Regions from separate parts of the Sus scrofa genome. Here all the other regions are linked to region 3. A link is a contact called in public targeted proximity ligation data. All regions are on one chromosome and are shown on one strand. The core of a region is the stretch at or near the end of the contact, and the rest is flanking DNA. Distances in the headings are between cores, read along the strand shown. Region 1 overlaps THADA (thyroid adenoma-associated protein). Region 2 overlaps THADA (thyroid adenoma-associated protein). Region 3 overlaps THADA (thyroid adenoma-associated protein).

Evidence for each region.
Region 1: a contact with region 3 is called in a targeted proximity ligation map of skeletal muscle. A contact is called at or near these places in 1 of 47 Hi-C or Micro-C datasets (liver) and 1 of 2 datasets of targeted methods (skeletal muscle).
Region 2: a contact with region 3 is called in a targeted proximity ligation map of skeletal muscle. A contact is called at or near these places in 1 of 47 Hi-C or Micro-C datasets (retroperitoneal adipose tissue) and 2 of 2 datasets of targeted methods (alveolar macrophages and skeletal muscle).

Annotation. Positions count from the first base shown.
Region 1 is chr3:97,148,884-97,153,353 of Sscrofa11.1, forward strand. THADA (thyroid adenoma-associated protein) reads left to right here. Exons shown (of 40, transcript XM_021088406.1): 38 at 2,704-2,835. Among named protein-coding and RNA genes, the nearest start is that of ZFP36L2, 49 kb to the right of the region's middle.
Region 2 is chr3:97,177,312-97,181,945 of Sscrofa11.1, forward strand. All of the region lies in intron 38 of THADA (thyroid adenoma-associated protein), which reads left to right. Among named protein-coding and RNA genes, the nearest start is that of ZFP36L2, 21 kb to the right of the region's middle.
Region 3 is chr3:96,994,259-96,999,076 of Sscrofa11.1, forward strand. All of the region lies in intron 28 of THADA (thyroid adenoma-associated protein), which reads left to right. Among named protein-coding and RNA genes, the nearest start is that of THADA, 120 kb to the left of the region's middle.

The sequences.
Region 1 (4,470 bases), core at 1,163-3,662, 160 kb after region 3:
GGATGGCTTCCTGGCTCTGGCTTAAATTTAAGACTGGAAAGTCTGCTGGTTCCTTTCACTGAAATTAGTTCGAAGTTAAGGCATCTTTGGAAAATAAAGGTAGAGATATTTGGAAATCAAAGAGATATACAGGTCTAATCATATTCTCCACCTTCATGTCTCTTTCCTCACTGCCACCCAATGAGCATCACATCAGTGGTGTTCGAGAAAACCAAGCTTTAGGAAGTCTGAAGGAATTGAAAAAGCATAGGGATTATTGTTTTGTTTTAACTTAAAAACATTTTTTTTAATTATAGGGTTTTGTTTTAAACATAGGGTTAAATAAAAGGGAAACCCAAGACCCAAGCCCTGGCCTTGGCCTCTGCTGCCGTCTTACCCTTGTATTACCGGGCAGGGATTCTCTTCTATCCAGTACTGGAAGGCTCTTTTTACTCTCTTCCGTTTCCAGCCCAGGAGAATAAACCGTGGTCCCTGCATCTGGGGAGCTTTCAGTGTAGTTGTGGAGAAGGGATTTACATAAGAAAGGAAATAATTGCTTTTTTAGATGGTGAGATTCAAATTCTGAGTGTTATCAAGAGTTCAGACCAATCAAGCATCTCGTGTCCCTGGATCCCTCTGAAACAAAGTTGTCTTTGGTATCCTCTTCGATCTTTCTTCTAAGTGACTTTTAGGCATTTTTTTCACATCCAATGGAGGACTGGAAGGGGACCTGTTACAATTGTGATATAATCATTGGACCCATAGGAATAAGAGCAAAGGTTGATCAACTTCAGTGAAGTTGGGAGTTCCTCTCATGGCGCAGCGGAAACGAATCCGACTAGGAACCGTAAGGCTTCGGGTTTGATCCCTGGCCTCACTCAGTGGGTTAAGGATCTGGCATTGCCAGGAGCTGTGGTGTAGGTCACAGACACGACTCAGTTCCTGCATTGCTGTGGCTGTGGTGTAGGCTGGCCGCTCTAGCTCCAATTCGACCCCTAGCCTGGGAACCTCCATATGCCGCGGGTGTGACCCTAAAAAGCAAAAAAAAAAAAAAAAAAAAAACCACCAAACTTGGGTGAAGCTTCTTCGGGGAGGATAATATCAGTCTGCAGCACATTTTCTGGGTGACTTGGGCTGCTCCATCCCCGGCTCACATTGGGCAGACGTGTGTGGAGTAACGTGCAGTTCCTGAGTGAAACTGAGTCCTGAGCAGAAGCCATCGGTTCATCCTGAATTGCTGGAGCTGGTTAGAGCATTACAAGCAGTGAGGAGGAGGTCAGAGCTGGCGGATGGCCATCAAGAACCTGAAAAATAGGTGTGGGACTGAGAGACAGAGGGCAGAGAATTACATGGGGACAAGTCAAGGACAGACCAAAGTCATTTAAGGGGGAAGAAGAAAAGTTGAAATGGACTAAGGGGGACAAGTTGAGGATCATAGGGGTCTAAGAAAATATTAAGAAAGGAAACTTTGGGAGTTCCTGTCGTGGCACAGTGGTTAACAAATCCGACTAGGAACCATGAAGTTGTGGGTTCGACCCCTGGCCTTGTTCAGTGGGTTAAGGATCCAGCGTTGCCGTGAGCTGTGGTGTAGGTCGCAGACGCAGCTCGGATCCCGTGTTGCTGTGGCTCTGGTGTAGGCCGGTGGCTACAGCTCTGATTCGACCCCTAACCTGGAAACCTCCATATGCCGCGGGAGCAGCCTTAGAAAAGACAAAAAGAAAAAAGAAAGGAAACTTTGAAACCCTAGAGATCGAGTAGAATGAATAGATTCTGAAAGACGGAGTAAAAATTAAAGCCAAATTTATAACAGACAGGAGAGCACAAACCCCAGCAGGAGCCAGGCTGTTCTTAGTATGACTGGAGCGTTGGTGGCTGTTATCGGTTCTCTGTGGATGGATGAGGGAGCAGGGAGGCTCAGGAGGGTTCTCAGGATGGGCTCAGTTCCTCTTCAGAAGACGAGGGTTGATGCGTGATGGTCTTCCATGACGACCCACCCACCCGCCCCAGAGACAGCCCGTGTCCTTTCTTGAACCCTGCCCCCTCCCTCCCCTCACCCGGTCTGCCTCTGGGGTCCTTCCCGTGGTGGGTCCCAGCCCTGCCTGCTCCTTGCCTCGTGTTCTCGCCTTGATGTCCCCCTCATTTGCTCAGGGGCAGACTCTATTCCTCTTCCGCGGTCCCCAGCAGCACCAAACACAGGGACTCGGCAGGCTCCTGCCCCGGGTAACATCGGTCAGATCGTGGACCCCATGTAGACGTGGCCCAGGCCAGTGCCTTTATTGTGGTTCTTGGCTTTTTTTTTAGTTCCTGTCCCCCCAAAGCAAAATCTTGATTGAAACTTTGCTTTCAGAATTTATAAGCTCACACAGCCACTCAAATCAACACTGGGCTGGTTTCCCAGAGCACTCTTGATGCATAAAGTTTCATTCCTGAGAAGCATGAGTCATTGTGGACAGCTGGGCCTTAGTCAGCCAGGCCATACCTTCTAGGCAGCCTTGCCTAAGTCTGGTTGCCTCCAGAAGCCTTTCGACTCAAAAGGGTGTTTCCAAACCTTCCCCCTTGGGGCCCCTCTCTTCCAGCATGTGTCTAACTCTCAGGTCTCCCTTTCTTGCAATGCCCACCAAAAAAGGAGTAACTGTTGCTCATTAAATACTGGATTTGAAGCAGTGTTTATACCCGCTTGTAAATCACATCCTAGGTGATTCGGATTCTTTTGGGCCTTCTTAGGACTGCAGGATACACTTGCCCTCTGGAGATGTGTCCTCACCCTCCTGCAGAGTGAGGAGCAAGTCATCCGAGATGCAGCCACGGAAACCGTGATGACCGCCGTGTCCCAGGAAAACACCTGCCTGTCAACAGGTACCTCGTTTTCATCCTTTGATGCCTTGTTGCTCTTGGACAGAGATTGGCACACGTTTTCTGTAAAGGGCCAGGGAGTGAACATTTTAGGCTTCGTTGGCCACTTGGTCTGTTCCAACTCTGCCATTTTAATGGGAAAGCAGCCATAAACAGGAGGTAAACAAGCAGACCTGACAGTGTTCCCCTAAAACTTTATTTACAAAAGCAGGCGGCTATCCAGATTTGACCTGCTAGCCAATGTCCAACCCCTGTTCTAGATTTTCATAGAGAAAAATTGCTTTCAAATGTAAAACTCTCATAAGTTGTGCCATTTGTTAGTTACATTGCCATCCTTTTCAAATAAGGCCGAGTCTTGATTATCTGTGTGGCTACACAATGCAGGAGTCATAGATCCATCGTTTTGTTCCCCTGCGAGTTTCTACACGTGACAGAAACAGTTGAGTATAAGTCAAGTTTCTCCTTTGTGCCTTGGCCCCTCGTTCGTGGCAATGTTAACCCAGGAGGCGAGTGGAAAGAGGAGCAGCCCAGCGGGGGTGTCCTGAGCTCAGAGCCACTCAGCCCGTGATGTGAGCCGTTACAGCCCTGGGCCTCAGTTATGTGTATGTGGTGGCAAAGGGTGAAGGAGACAAAGGCACCTCCTGGCTGCAAGTGGAAAATGGGCTGCTGTAGGGAGCGGGGTCAGTGGAGCAGAAGCAAGGTCACACCTCTGGACAAGTGGCCATCTGGGAGGGTGACGTGCATTCCCTGCACTTGGGGCCAGGTGTCACCAAAGATCTCCGGGTCAGCCATCCCCCAGACAAGTCAGAGCACCATTTTTGTTTGATTGGTTGGTTTTTTTGGTTTTTTGCTTTTTAGGGCCACACCTATGGTATATGGAGGTTCCCAGGCTAGGGGTCTAATTAGACCTACAGCCACCAGCCTATGCAACAGCCACAGCAACACCAAATCAGAGCCTACACCACAGCTCACGGCAACACTGAATCCTCAACCCACTGACCGAGGCCAGGGGTTGAACCTGCAACCTCATGATTCCTAGTCGGATTCGTTTCTGCTGCACCACGATGGGAACTCCAAGAACACCATTTTGAGACAGGCAGTCACAGGCTGAGCTAAGAAGTCCACCCGAATGGACAGCAGAAGGGGCAGGGAAGAGCCAGACAGTGTCTGTAACTGACTCAGTGCCTCTTTTACCCATGGCTGGGGCCGTGGGCCTGCAAGGTCCTGGAATGTGTGAGCTTCCCTGTACCTGCGTCCTCTGCTGCCATGGACTGGGTACATTTCTCTGCATGTATGTGGGGGAGGCTGGTTTCAATAATCTCCCAGGGATGCTGCCCCAGAACAGGTGTAGCCAGGGTCAGCTTTGCCTCTCAGCAGGAAAGCATTCAGATTGGCGCTGCGAGTGGTGGACAGGCAGCCTCCTCCCCACCCTGTCCCAGGCTGTCAGAGCGCCTCAGACCTGAGGTTCTGCCATGAGTGATTCATCCCTTTTTTCAGTTGTGTATTTTCCTTGGAAGGACGCACAGAGCACCCAGCAAGTGCTCAGTATGCATTTGGTGGAATATAACACTAGATTTCTACTGGGACCTCTACCAAAGGCAAGAAAGATCATTTCATGGTGGAATTCATAAGTGGACT
Region 2 (4,634 bases), core at 395-2,894, 180 kb after region 3:
GGAACTAATCTCTGAGGCAAGGATGATGATGATGCCCTGAGTGGCTTAGACCTGGGGTAGGTGCTCATGCTTGGGGCGGGGGGCAGGATAACCACACCCAAACCACATGGGCCAAAATTGTGGAAGGGCTGATTCTCCAGGAGAAGACTGGGGCACAGCCATCCAGAGAAGGCAAATGGAAGCTAAGCCCACAAAAACAGCAGATGTCCACGGAAACTGGGAGAGCCACGGCAGTGAATCTGGATATCATTTGCACCAGAAAACCAGTAAAAACTTTTGAACAAATAAGTAACATGATCAGAGCTATACATTAAGATTAATTCAGCTACAGTTTAATAGCTGCCATGTGCTTGGCACATGGTAGGGGATCAGTAACTATATATTGAAAGAGGGAGATAAATGGATGGATTAGGGGTGGGGAGAGAGAGAAATTAAAGGTAAGGGAGCATTTGTAGAAGACTCTGGTAATAGTTTGGGAGAGGAGCTAGCCAAGGAAGTAACCAAGCCCCATCAAGAAGACCAAGAGGTTCCATTGTCATGAACTCACCTAAGGAAAAATGAGCAAGGACAGAGTTGGTCAGCCATGCCGCTCACCATCAAAAGATCTGGTCAAAGAGAATAAGGATGGAGGAAATGTCCTAAGTGAGAGTTGAGAGAGAAGGTCCAGTAGTGGGAAGGTCAGAAGCCAGCTTCAAGGAGTTTAAAAGTAAGGAGGAGGCCACTCTGTAACAGTCATCAATCTTCTTATCCGGCCCCCTTCAAACTCAGCAAAAAAATGCTCCTTCATGTCCATGAATCCTTTGTGCAGCAGCTCATTCCATCCCCAGGACCTTCCTCCAGCCACGGCGCCCTTTTCTCCCATATGTCTGCAGGCTCTCCTCCTCCCTCTCCAGGCTCTCTCTCCTGTCCTAACACTGCGTTTCCCAGACCCTGCTCTGCTTTCAAGCTAATGTTTCAAAAGAATCATTAGAGACGTTTTCAAGTGGGGGAGGACAGAAGTTTGAGCTTATGCTGAATGTCTTTTGTAGAAAACAAGATTATCTGGAAGAATGAGTGGTTAAGGGAGTAAAGATATAGGGACAGGGAGAAGGTTGGGACAGTTTATACAGCGGTTCAGTTAGGAGGCACCACCCTGTAGGTCCAGAATATTTTCATCACCCTCCAAAAAAATCCCGTATCCATGAAGCAGCCACTCCCTAGTCTCCCCTCCCTTTCCAGTCCCTTGCAGCCACCAATCTGCTTTCAGAGTCTCTGAATTTTCATAGTAGGGACTTCAAAGAGATGGTTGAGTGGGAAGGCGAGGGGATCGTGTAGAGGTAGAAGGCGTTTGCTGATCGGCCTGAGTCAGAGATGAAGCAAAGAAGGAACAGCCTCTACTGGAAAGGGAGGAGTATGGCAGCTTCTGCCAGGACCAGAAAGCTAGGGAAAGGATGAAAAACATGGAGAGTGTGCTCACAGTAGAGCAGATTTGGATTAAGAGCACTTTTCCTAGTAGCTTTTAAGGAAACCCATTCCCCGAGCCTTGGGGCGCGTCTGAATAAAGCATGAGGATAGGGAGGAAATGAGAGGAGGTTTTATAGGCGATTCCTGAGAGAGCCCATAGCAGGGGGCTCTGTTCCCTCCCCTTGATTGTAAAATGTGTGACCTGAGACAAGGTGGCTCAGGACTGTGTGCTGGTCACCAGAGCTGAACACGGCTCCCTGACAGCCTTCCCACCTCCCCGGGGGTCCCCAGTTCTGCGTGCATTTCCCAAATCAGTGCTGCTGGGCATTGTGACAGATAGAGGGTCCTGGGATTCGGGTTTGGGGGCTTCTGTTTTTAGAGAACAGACAAATAGCTTTTAAGGGGAAGGAAACAGGACACCAGCGAGCTTCGTGTCTGTGTTCTCTTCCAAGAGTGCTGCTCCGTAATGTAATTGTATTCAGACATTTTTTTTGCATGACATCAGGGAATAGCCTCCCTTAAAAGCTTTCATGAAAAAGCACAACTATAAAACAGACTCAGGCAATGAAATGGAAACCAGACGAGTGGGTCTGTGTAATTCGGGTAAAGAGATTTCTCCTTATGGCTTTGTGATCCGATCTCTGCTCTCTGCATAAAAGTCTATTTCACAGGATCCACTTACATATGAGTCTTACCTTGCAGGTGCTTCTAGACATAAAATGTCTTGCTTTCTTAGCAAACGTGATGAGGTGTAGGAAAACAAGGGTTCCCTCCGCAGTGGCTGTTCAGACCACCCTCCTCTGCCTGCCCCCTTTCCAGCCCTCTGAGTCTAAACCTCTGTCCTTGGGTGAGCCAACCAGCAGCAGGGAGGGAGGGCTGGCCCCTCTTCGCCTCTTTCGAGCCCTATGTACCCCTCCATCTGTCCACCCCTCCCACCCCTGCTCAGGGCTAGTCTTTGGGACATGTGTCCGGGGGAGCAATACTCACTGAGGAGCCCTTTTCTTAACCCCACCCCCTTTAATTTAAAGACACAAGGGTATAAAATTGAATTTCCCACCATCCTCTATTCTTGGCACACCCTCTGGCTCCGTCCCCAAGGAGATCTTTTCTTTCTGTATTTTTTTTTTATTAAGGTGAAATTCACGTAACATGCAATTAACCATTTTAAAGTATACCACACGGTGGCATTTGGTAATTCATAATATTGTGCAACCATCACCACCCTGTAGGTCCAGAATATTTTCATCACCCTCCAAAAAAATCCCGTATCCATGAAGCAGTCACTCCCTATTCTCCCCTCCCTTCCTAGTCCCTTGCAGCCACCAATCTGCTTTCTGAGTCTCTGAATTTCTCTATGTTGGCTATTTCATAGAAATGGAATCATATAATGTATGACCCTTCCTGCCTGGCTCTTTTCACTAGGCAGAGTGTTTATAAGCGTCATCCATATTGTAGCATGTAGCAGTGCTTCATTTATTTTTATGCTCAAGTAATAATGTGTAGTATGGATGTACCATATTTTGTTTATCCTTCATCCAGTGATGGATACTTGGGTTGTTTCCGCCTTTTGGCTACTGTGAATAACGCTGCTGTGAACATTCATGCACAAGCGGTTGTTTGAGTACTTATTTTCAGTTCTTCTAGATGTATACCTAGGGCTAGAGTTGCTGGATTATATGGCAGTTCTGTGTTTAACTTTGAGAAACTGGCGGTCCTTTCTTGACGGAGTCTCCTAGGTCTGCTCTGACGAGGAATAACAGGGGTGGACCACCCCTTCCTCACCCTCTAAGACACATTGACCTCATCCTGCTAGATCTAGAGAGAAACTGAAGGAATAAGCCAGAGGAAGCAGGAGTCTTTCTGGAAATGAAGAAGTCACCAAAGAGGTACTGAAAAGGCTGGACTCAGGCAAGGCAAGAACTTAGTAAGATAGGGACTCAACAGCCTGGAGTGAAGGAAGATGGGAAGCTAATACCTGCATGGCTGGTATGGCCCATGCACTCGTGATGGGGCATGAAAAAGGAGGGCCAGGAACTTACTTATTCCCGTAACTATGGGGGCAGGGGAGCCAGGCAGAATGAACCCTTCTGCTAAGGAGTTAAGACACTCTGGCTTCAAGGAGCCACTGAAAAGCTTTTTTTTTTTGGCCTCAGCAGCGTGCGGTACTTGATGTGGGATCTCGGTTCTCAGACCAGGGATTGAACCTGAGCCATAGCAGCGAACGTGCTAAATCCCAAGCACTAGACCACCAGGGAACTCTCACTGGAGACCTTTAAAACAAAGGGTTAGAAAGATTGCCCGGACCACAGGGTAGAGGAGGGATGGCTTGGAGACAATGAAGACAAGACTGGAAGCAAGGAGGCAGGTTGGAAGGTTGCCCTTGTTCCAAAGGAGGACGTGTGAGGGTGAACCTCAGAGCGGGGGTGGACAGGTGCAGTTGTCAGGACAGGTGACTGTGGATACAGAGGTGAGGACCAGAGGCGGGATGCCAGGGACAAGAAAGGAACTCTGAGGACGAAATTTAGAGGAGACTCGCTTCCTTTCTGTCCCTTCAAGCCCACAGAAATCTCAAAACGAGTTCAGTGTATTTTGGCCTCACCATTTTGACCTGGAGGACATGGCAACTCATGTAAATACAGATTTTTAATCTGAATTATACTAACATTGATCAGTTTTCATCAAGAAATTATTTTCTGGAGTTCCTGTCTTGGCGCAGCAGAAACGAATCCAACTAGGAACCATGAGGTTGCGGATTCCATCCATGGCCTCAATCAGCAGGTTAAGGATCCAGCGTTGCCATGAGCTGTGGTGTAGGTCGCAGACGCGGCTCGGATCTGCCGTTGCTGTGGCTGTGGCATAGGCCGGCAGCTACAGCTCCGATTCGACCCCTAGCCTGGGAACCTCCATATGCCACGGGAGCGGCTCAAGAAAAGGCAAAAAGACAAAAAAAAAAAAAAAAAAGGCAAAAGACAAAAAAAAAACCAATAAATTATTTTTCACCGTAACTCTATCAGACCAATTTAATTCCTTCATCCATTTTCCACATAGAAAAGTTAAAATTTTCTAATGTTCTGCCTTATTTTCTTAAGTTTTAATTCTTTTACCTATAAACTTAACAATGAAGATTTACTTTTTGGTCAATAATTTTACTCAATACGAGTTTTACCATAGCTGGTTTTAGATTTTGTCAG
Region 3 (4,818 bases), core at 488-2,987:
CTTGATGTTAAGTCCTTGAGGCTTAGAATTGAACCTTAATGTGCGCTGCCGGTGTCCTCCAGAGCACTTAGCATACTGCTCAGGACACGACTGTCCATTGCTTGATTGATTGGTGTATGTCTAGGCCCAGGATTGAGAATTAGCAGTCTATAAACACCGCAAGCTCTTTTTAGAACTGCTGGGTACCTTTGTACCAGGTTCATATTTTGGCTTGTCAGCTTGGTAGTAGAGATGTCAGGCCTAGATCTGTCCAGAAAAATCTGTTTTCCAAATCTCTCTCTCTCTTTTTTTTTTTTTTTTTTTTTTTTTTGGTCTTTTTAAGGTGGTACCTGCGGCACATGGAGGTTCCCAGGCTAGGGGTCGAATCGGAGCTGTAGCTGCCAGCCTACGCCACAGCCCCAGCAACTAGGGATCTGAGCCACGTCTGTGACCTGCACCACGGCTCATGGCAATGTTGGATCCTTAACCCACTGAGCAAGGCCAGGGACCAAACCTGTATCCTCATGGATGCTAGTCAGATTCGTTTCCACTGAACCATGACAGGCACTCGGTGTTTTCCACATCTTTACATGAACAGAATGGTGTTTCAGTCACACTCTGGAGCATTGTCAGCCAGGGACTGCCAACTCTTCCTTATGCTGACTAGCTGACTCAGGTGGACTGTTCCTCAGATCTCATTTCAGCTTTCTGGGGTACTTTTGTTCTTAATTAAAGGAAAGCTTATTTCTAAGACCATTCTTGAACCAAAGGCAAGTGAATATTCATTAAATGTTGACTTTCTTGACTTTAATTCACTTCAGTGGGTGACAGCTCAGGTGGGATTATGCCTTGACAGTGATCTGACAAGGCCCTTGTTCCTGGTAGTTATTGACTTTTCCAGTGTGAACCTTTTTGGTAGAGTAGGAGGCCAACATCCTGGTGTCTGAACCATATAAGGAACTGGCTTTCTTTTAATTTTGTGTTTTGAGTTTGAGGAAGATGGAGACTGTGCCAAGTTGGGACGTTTGAGCCTTCAGTGCTTAACTCATTTGATCTGAAAATTACTGGTAAAAGTACTACTTCTGCCAAGTGTAAAACCAAGTCTTAGAATATCGAATGCCCTGATATGACTGATGCAGCCCGCTTTAAGGCTTCTGAAAACTTAAGCCAGACTCTAGGAAGAGATTTTAATAGGCCGATGTGAACCCAATGCCCACAGTTGTCAAGGCTTCACACTTGTATAGTGCTTTTTGACACTCCTAAAATGAATGTTTATTCATTCGACAAATATTTTTTGAGCACCAGCTTGGAGCCAGACATTGTTCCAGGTCCGTGGAATACAGGGATGAACCATCACCAAGTGTTTCACTTCTCTGTTATTTTGAATTTTAACTTCTAACCTGCTTCCTCTTACTAGAATGTCAGCTCCTTGGGAGTGGATCTTTATCTCATTCACTGCTCCATCTCCAGCACCTGGAGCAGTGCCTGACATATAGCAGAAGCCCAGTAAATATTTATCAACATATTAGTGAAGTTCTACAGTGAAGGAAGTAAGAGTTGCTGCTGTAATGGTACATGGTGGATACATGGAATATGGGCTTAGAGGAATCAAGGAAGACACCTTAGAGCAAAAAAGATAATGGCTGAGCAAAAGGATATGCAGTATTTACCTGAGAAAGAGGAGGTGATATAGGAGGGGGCTGTTCCTGTTCAGAAGTCAGGAGTGATATGAGCCATCACAACACATGATTGCTATGCAGAGTGCAAGGGCCACGTGGCCTGAGATGAGGTCAGCCAACCTGAGGACACAGGAGCAAGGAAGTTATTTCAAGCACAGGTATAAAGGGATTAGATTTGTTTTAGTTTGATCAGTTTGACCACTGTGTAGAGAACACAATAAAGCTGGATTGGAAGTAAAAGTTTGAAGACCAGGGATGAGTTTGTTTGAATGGCTTTGTTTGTTAGGATAATATAGGCTAATGGTACCCAAACATTTGGACTTCATGAACCAGAAAAAAAAAATTAAATTTTGTGGATCACCATAATGGAGTTACTAACCTTTTCGTTTTGTTAAGTAAGGATGTTAAATGCACCACCTGTCAGAATCATTTCGTAAAACAAAGGACATTTTAATATACATGCCCACAAATACATACAGACCGCAGTCACAGGAGAATGTCAAATAAATGTTAGATGGTGAAATGGAATACATTTAGCTTGGCTTTCTCATTTTCCTCGTGAACGGTATACTGTGGTGTTCTGCTATTTATAAAGGTGATCCAGCCTAGGGAAGAAATGTTGGTGGTCTGAATTAGAATAGTGACAATGAAAGTTGAAAGAAATGAATAGAATTGAGAAATAGGAGGTCGAATCAGCAGAAATTGATGATTTCAAAGTACTTTCACATTTGATCCTAGTGGTAACCTGGTAAGGGAGTTAGGTTAGGTATAATTATCCCCGTTTAATAGATAGGAGACTGAGACTCAGAAGTTAAGTGACTTAACCTGAGTCGCATATCTGAGTAATAGCAGGATTGAAACCACCATTAAAATGGTGTGAAACTCTAGGTATGTGGCTCCCCTAACTTACCCTTTCTGATTTTTTTTTTTTTTTTTTGTCAAATTTCAGGGAAGAATGGAAAAGGAATCATGGGCTCCCTATGAGTCATGTGTTTTAGGGCAAAACATATGATATTGTCCATTCTTAGAATAAAACAATATTTTAGTGATGACTCTGATTCATCCTAATTTTGCAACATCATCTATTACCAATCCATGAACTTGAGTAACCCTATTTAAATCAGGCCAGAGGAGACGAAGAGGCTTCTTTGGCTGTATTTTCATTTTTATCCTGTCCCTTTGTCCTTTCTATAAATAAGCCTTGGCCACCCTATTTATGGATCTCTGTGGAGAGAGTGAGGCTTTGTGTGTATGTAAGGATATTTATCTCCTACCACCTGATTTGTTGGTTTGTCCCCCTTTTTCTTTCTTAGTGTACTTACAGGTTGAAGTTACTTGGTACTACATAAATTTTAGAAAGCATGGAGTAGGTTTTATGATGGACTGCCCCTTGTTGAATGGCAAATAAAGAAGTAGAAGTAAATACAAAGAACAAAATTGGACTTAAAGGAGGAAAAAATGAAGCAATCACAATTTGAATTAGACAAAAGGAAAAAATGTATTAGAAAATATTTGTGGGCAGTTCCTTCTAAATGGCTTTATAAACAACATTTTTGGTGTGTAGTCATAAAATCCTCTGACCTATGAAACACCAATTTAATGGAATTAATTAAAACTAAGACGGAATGCCAAAATTTACATGTGAAAATGATCAGTGACTGTTCCTTCAATTAGTTATTTTTATTCAGCCTTTGTATCAGTCATTCTCTGGGCTGCTTGTTTTCTGACAAATTTGGAAAACTACTAGAGTGACTGTAAATTATTTCCGTACAGACTCAACAGCTAGCCAGTGTTACTGTAATCACAAATAATTGTGAGAAATATGGTTTTTCTTTTCCAAGGATGAAATATACCTTTGTTGAAGCATCTGCATCTATTTGTGTGTATGTTCAGTGTCTATCTTTACCACTAGAATGAGCGCATTAAAAAACAAATACTGTTTTCGTAGATTGGGTGAGTAGGAGAATGGGAGAGCAGCATTATATATCACCATTTTTATTGTCTCACACACATCCTCTGGGTGGTGTGTGTGTGTGTGTATGTGTGTGTGTATGTATGCAGGTACACTCATTATTTGTGTTTGGACACCCTAACCATGTTTTTTTCTACCAATATGGATCCATCCACCCCATTTTATAGCTTTCTTCCTGGCCTCTGACTCTTATATTTGCTACAAAATATAAGTGTTAACATATTCAGAATACTAGGTAAAATTTTTTTGTGCCAGACCCAAATTTTAGCCATATTTTCAGTGCCTGCACTTCATGTACTTTTATTTTTTTTTTTCACTTCATGTATTTTTAGAAGCTATTTGTATAGCAAGTGTGAAAGTGACTTATGTTCTCTGATACTCTTGGATCTTAGAATCTCAAGGTGTGTTGACGTTAATGGTAATTTGTACCAGTCCCCCCCCCCCGTTCCTTTCATCTCCTCTTTTAAAGTGGGGCAGGGAACAAGGAGGGCCAGGTGGCAGGAGCCAAGGCCAAAGAACAATGCGTGAGTAATTGGATGAGAAGGTACAGTGTTGATTTGTCCATGTATTATCTCATTTCTCACAGTAACTCCACAGAGTAGGCACTGTTATTCGCATTTTATAGAAAACAAGGTGGGAAGGTACTCAGCAAGGCTGAACAAATCACCCAAGCTTACACAGCCAAGAAATAATTCTCCTCTCATCTGGCTGCTTCTAAACCTTTGCTCTTTCTCTACATTGTGTTTCCTCATGTCCATCCTACCACAGAATAAATAATCTATGGAACATGGTTTCAAATTTTAATCCGTGATGTAGTAGAAGCTTGTCTTTCTTTCTTTCTTTCTTTTTTTTTTAGAAGCCTTTTCTAAAATAAAACACTGTGTGTATTATGTAAAAATATTTTGTTATTGAAAATAAGCTGAATGTAGGCAGATAAATAGTATTTGAACTGCCTCAGTTTATGTGTCATATTATTAGCTCTTGTCTGAACTCATAGCATTGTTTTGCTTTAAATGTGATTATATAATTAAGATAGGTATTTTGCTTAACATTTGTGAGTTTTACACATTTTTAAAGACTTTACTTGGAGGTATTTATATACTTCAAATATTTACTGGGAAGTATCTTTGCAAGGTTAGGTGAAACATTTGACCAAGCTCCCACTTTCAATGAGTCTCTGTTGGGAAA